Regions from separate parts of the Hordeum vulgare genome. Here region 2 is linked to region 1. The links are chromatin contacts, called in public Hi-C maps. All regions are on one chromosome and are shown on one strand. Each heading gives the region's core, a stretch centred on a gene start, on an enhancer-like site or on the middle of the called end of the contact. The rest is flanking DNA. Distances are from core to core; before and after follow the strand shown. Region 1 holds the start of LOC123443008 (ABC transporter C family member 8-like). Region 2 has its middle 31 kb from the start of LOC123443010.

Region 1 (2,887 bases), core at 337-2,836:
GCCCGGGGAGCGCGCCGGCGCCCACGATCCAGAACAGGAGCGCGATGGCGAGGACCAGCTGCACCGGCATGCTCCATGCCAGGTGCAGCCAGTACGGGAACTCACCCAGCCGGTACGCGTCCACGGCGATGTAGTTCGCGATCTCGCCGGACGAGTGCCGCCCTCGACCCTCGCTTGACAGCCGCAGCTGCTTCTCGAAGACGGCGGCCATGAGGGCCGAGCGCATCCGCATGCCCAGCCGCCTCGACCCGAAGAACCAGTGCCTCTGCGACAGCGACTCCACCAGCTTCATGCCCAGAAGGCCGGCGATGAGCCCGGCTCCGGCGCCAAGATCCCGCTCCTGCTCCTGCCGATTGGAGTATGACACGAAGCAGTAGAGCATCACCGGCGACGCGGCGAAGGACAGTGTGCGTAGCAACGTGTAGAGCGCCGTCAGGAGCAGCTCCTTCTTGTGGCACTCGGCGAGCACCCGGAGCACGAGATTGGTCGTTTTGTGCGACTCCCTCCTCCGCCGATGCCACTCCCCGAGGAACTTACGGCACGCCTCCGCCGCCGCGTCGTCGGCGTCGAGCGGCGGGATGTCGCCGAGGTCCAGCGGCTTGGAGTACCCAAGGCGCAGGAGCGAGTCCATCCACGTGAACGTCAGGCGGCTGAAGAATCCGGCCTCGCCGAACGCCGCCCGCCTCTCCCCGCCTCCCGCCGCAAGGAGAGGCTCGGATTCCGCGCCGCCTCCATCGCCGCCGGCGGCGGCGGCACCGGTGAAGCGTCTGCAAACTCGGATCGCGCTCATCAGAAGCAAGAAGCCCACGGCCCACGACAGCACGTCAAGAACTCCCAGATGTCCACCCGTCGCAATCTTCTCCAAACTGCTGGACGTGATGAGAAGAGCGTCCACCGCCCACCACGCCATCGCTAGAGCTCCGGAGAACCTCGTCGGACGGACGACCAGGGAAACCGACAGGGACGCCCACACAAAGCCTCTCACGAAGAGCGGTGCTCCGTGGGGGGAGGAGCCCCATGCTCCCAGTCCCAGGCAGACGCACGCAATGCCAAGAAGCGCGCAGCAGGGGGAAGCTAGAGCGCACGGGAACGGAAGGTCCCTCGCCCTGACGGCCCTGAATTCCCTCTTGCAAGCGGCGACCAGCAAGCTCGAGATGTAGATGGCCGAGAGAAGAAGGTTGACGAGATCGATCAGGATCATCTGCCCGAAACACAGCTCCAGAGCTAGAGCGAGATCTCCTCCTCCTCCTCCTCCTTGGCAGGCTGCCGATGATGCAAGCAAATATGGTGTACCTGCAACCATGGTAAATCGGTTTTGGCGCATTACGGGCATGGGGTTCTAGGGGATGAGATCATCGCACGGGATCGAGGAAAGCTGAGACTGGGTGGAGATCGAGGAGGCGCCGGGGTTGGTTGACTACCTTGCTCCATTTGCCGCTTCCTCCGGTTCTTTCTGTTTCTAGTATCAAGTTGAGGTTGAGGTTGAGATTGCTTGCCGCGTGTGGCACGTGGTCCTCTGCTTCAGCTCAGCTCTGGAAGGAATCAAACGGAGATACTCCATCGGGGGGGCCTTGCTGTAGGTGGTTACTTATGAATCGTGTTCCCTGGTCCCTGCATCTCCGCAGATATGTCGGTGGCGTCCTGCTAACAACTCCTGCTACGCTGGTCCCACTAGATCCACTTCGGGCGGCCGTGACGATATTGTGGACGAGGGTTGGTTGGACGTGTAAACTCAGCACGGCAGTGAGGAGCAAGACAATAGCAAGCGACAGGAAAGATGGGAAAACAAGCGGCAAGACAAAGAACACGCAAGGTGTTTCTTTTTAAATGTTTCGGAAAGAGGAGTCGTGGAGATAGATTGGCAGGGGTTGTTCCTGGGGCCTCCTTTTTGAATGTGTGAGAGTTAAAATAGAGGGTAGAGATATCCAGCAAAGGGACCTACTGAAAGGCTGTTTGAAATTGAAGGGGGATTTTCAAAGTTTAAATTGCTGTGGAGGTGCTTGTTAGAGAGAAAAATGACAAGGACAAAGGAAATAGTGAGCCTGGGGAGATGAAAGGGATGAGAGCAGTAAGTAATGATGAAAGCATGAAAGCTCAAAAGAGTGATGTACTATTGTACATGAGGATGAGCCTCACGTCACATCTGAGGGAGGACAGAGTAAAAACAAACAAGATGACTCAAGAAAGGCTACCGGAGGTAGTGGTTACCAGAGGAAAGTGCGCATGTGGGAGGAGGAGATAAGTACCTAGCCAGAAAAAAATAGATTAGAATGTGACTTTGATGTAGATGCTAATGACATAATGCCTCACTTTTGTTTTCACTGAGATGCAATTGTTACAGGAAGTGGATAGAGAAATGGAGAATTTATAGCAGGGAAAGAAAGCTAAACGAGAGAGAGGGCAGAAATGAATGTGTATCATTATGTGCTGATGTTACAGGTACAAATAGGCCAACCCCCTTTCTTGGAGTCGCGAGTAGAGATAGGCACACACACCATCGTGGAGAGGAGGTTAGGATCCTGAAGACTAGGGATCAGTTACAATAATAATACATGTACAATAGTGATCGCGTTAACACCCCCCTCCGCCGCAGTCGGAACTCCGTCCGGATGGATGTTCAGACTGAATCGGAAGTCCTCAAACACGGCTGTTGGAAGCACTTCCGTGAACACATGAGCAAACTGGGAACCCGTAGGGGCTTGCAACACATGAGCTTCTCCCAAGGTCACCCGATCACGGATGGACACTACTAGGGAAAACCCTAGTAGTAGCGCTGAAAATATACATAGCAGTAGCGCTGGGCCAAGCGCTACTGCTATCGCGCTACAGCTAAACACTATTAGTAGTGCTGGTATGAACAACGCTACTGGTAATTAGTGTTAGCAAT
Region 2 (3,064 bases), core at 320-2,819, 280 kb after region 1:
GAGTATCCATTCAAGTTGTCTATGTACCACATCAGTTTTCCAAGTAGTCCATATCTGTGGACGCGGCTATTCCAAAATATGATATAACCCTGCAGGGGTGTACTTCTTCACACATGTTTCCACCACTTAGCGTCATCTACACGTCATGTATCCCGGCAACCTTCAAGCAAAAGCCCAGCGTGGATGTAGAGCATGACTCTTAATAACACAAGACCCTAGTCCAGGTTTATCGCCTATTTGAGACTGAACCCGCAAGGAAGTCTGGTCAAAGTTTCTTCTACAACCTCAAACGATGTGCGCAACGTTCCACAAGCCCACCGTTCGTGTGCCACTTGGTACACTGTGCCACTATGCATCTACCGTACTAAGGCCCACCCCGTCAAGTAGCGCTAAACACGGCTGCCAACACTTGTCCTACAAACACCAGAAACTAGTTGCAACTCCTGGACAGGGATCAAGGTGATTAATAAGTCGAGCGGGGTCATATTTCACGACCCAACTTGTGGTAGTAGATATCTTGGATCACATACACATAACTCAGTTCTTAAGGACGGTCCAAGTGAGACAAGCCACCATGTGCTCCTACATGGCCTCTCATCGCTACCTTTACCAAATCGGATTCACACACTTAGCTCTCATACAGTAGGACATGAACACATCCATTATGATTCATCGCCCACATGGATCAGGCCTGACACGACTCTAAGCAAAGCAGACACAGTAAGCAAGCATGGATGTGTAAGTACAACAAGGCTCAAGCAGTTGCTACTCATGCTAAGTGGTTTTAGCTATTTACTATGACAAGGACAGTTCATGCAAAGGAATGGGTTCTACTATCGAGAACAGGTAACAATTGAGTTCTTATTGTCGTAATGCGGTAAAAGAGAGCAGGAGCGAGAGAGTGGGTTTATATAAGTATGCTCAAGGGGGTTGTTTGCCTGACAGTTCTGAAGATAGTACTTCTCTTCATCGCTGCCAACGATCACAACGTCTAAAACATCATGTACCGACATGAAAGAACACCGACAAACAAGAAGAAGGAACACATTCAATTCATGCAATGCAAAACCATGATGTATGACATGACAAATTAAGGTACTGAATTTACCTAGAGGGATAATTAAGCAAGTTAACTGAAGTGGGGTTCAAACAAGTTTGAATTCCAACTCCAAATGTTAATTAATAAATTTACCTAATCATGAATTGTCCTAGTTGGTGATTTTAACTTGTTCAAACATGCATGAACATGGCATAAACAGATTCCTCATATTTGTCTAATCAATTTTCATATATAATTTATTTTCATTGGAGTTAGGGTTGAATTACTATGATTTTTCAAAGTTTGTAGCTTTTTCTGGAATTTCCTAATTGTTTTGGATTAAAACAAATCCAGAAAATGCATTACTGTATCAACATTGTGTCATCATTGCGTCAGCTGGTCAACAGGGCTGGTCCAGGTCAAACCTGAAGTGCGGGGTCCACACGTCAATGAAACAGAGACTAACCAGGGGTTAGTCCCCTGTTGGCCCGGCTTTGACCACCTACGGGGCCCAGTGTCAGCGGTTGTGAGTGGTTAATTAGCAGGGGGTTTGAACCCTAATGATGGTTGCATGTCAACACACCGAAGCTCCGCCAACGGTGACCAATCCGTCGGCAGAAGTTTGCCGGAGTTACGCTCTTGGCGTCCATTTGGCGAGCTGAGGGCACCAGGGAGGAGCTCTTTCTCGTATGCATCTGATAATGCAAACGGGGGGTGCAGGGGTTGCCGGAGCTAATGGCGGCAAACTCATCTACAGCGGGCACGGCACGGGGATGAGGCAGGCGAGGCTACAAGGCATGGGGAGGCCAGTTGTGATGCTCTATGGGTTCTCAGGAGCACGAGGAGTTCGACGGTCGCTCGAATACGGCCGGACCGGGCCCTGGCCGTGATGGCAACATGGCCGCCGATGAGGAGCTATCGGCCATGGCGGGAACAGAGGCTAGAGACGCGCGCGAGGGTGTGGGGTTAGGGGAAACGGGGGGAGCTCATTGCGGATCGACCGGTGGTCTCAGCGGGCTCGGGGATGGGCGGAGCGGGGAATCGACGGTGATGTTCTGGCGGCCGATCTCGGGGAATAAGAGTCGATGACGATGTTGCAGACCTCCGGGGGTCGTGTTCTTCAGCTTGGAGCTCCAATACATCGAAGCGGAGTCGATAGACTCGACGGCAGGGCGAGGCAGAGGCGGTGGTTGTGGTAGCAGCAAACGGCGGCGACGGTCACTCTCGGGTGGGTGACAGAGCGAGCACAGGGGGAGAAGAGCTCGAGGGAGGGAGGGGAGAGATCTAGACGACCCTGGGTGGGCATCATGGCACTTTTAGGAGCCTCTGCCGATGAGCACGCAAACAAGAGGTGGTCGGCGTGCGGCGACCACGTGCCTCGCGTCCTTCTAGCGCGAGGTGGGAGACGACTAGCGCTCGCCACCTGGGCTAGGCCGGCCAGGTAAGTGGCCCAGGTGGCCTCTCCTCTTTATATTTTTCATTTTTCTATTTTCTATTTTTGTGATTATTTGGATTTGATTTTAATACCAAATCTTTTCTTAAAAATCCTGAAAATATTTGGGGCCACTAAATTAATTATTCTAGAGGCCCTCAATAATTTCCATAATATTTGGAGCATTTAAAAAAATTATAGCAATTAAAATCCCCAATTAAAAAAATAATATAAGTTAATTCAAAAATACAAAAATGTCCTAGAATTGTTTGCATCATTTTTTGTAGAGTCTTTCACCTATTTTAAAAATTATGAACTTTTCTAACGATCATTTTGGATTTATTGAAAGTTACTTTAGGTTGAATCTATTTGTATAAAATTGATGCGAGGGTTTGATCATCCCCGTTACAAATTTATTTGAATTTAACATGATGCATGTATGCTCACTCATGCAACTAATATTTATTTTCAAACAAATTATAGGGTTGTGACAGTTGTGAAATGATTCCACGTTGTCTTAAGTGTGTGCCAAACTCGTAACTCACATATTCACCGCCACGATCAGATCGCGGAAATTTTATCTTCTTGTTATG

What was found. A called contact is a pair of places that touch in the nucleus more often than the background predicts.
Region 2: a Hi-C map of seedling shows a contact between it and region 1, with 3 times the contacts expected there. The contact joins the enhancer-like site here to the promoter of LOC123443008 in region 1. A contact is called at or near these places in 2 of 6 Hi-C or Micro-C datasets (leaf and seedling) and 1 of 1 datasets of contacts at active chromatin or transcription factors (embryo).

What each region holds. Positions count from the first base shown.
Region 1 is chr3H:70,655,267-70,658,153 of MorexV3_pseudomolecules_assembly, forward strand. It overlaps LOC123443008 (ABC transporter C family member 8-like), which reads right to left and starts at 1,587. Exons shown (of 12, transcript XM_045119217.1): 1 at 1,422-1,587; 2 at 1-1,293. The coding sequence starts at 1,431.
Region 2 is chr3H:70,936,427-70,939,490 of MorexV3_pseudomolecules_assembly, forward strand. No RefSeq gene overlaps it. Among protein-coding and RNA genes, the nearest start is that of LOC123443010, 31 kb to the right of the region's middle. Within about 2 kb of position 1,570, at least 3 of the 3 cell types and tissues checked have open chromatin away from gene starts, as enhancers often do. A contact at or near this core is called in leaf and seedling, where this site is marked.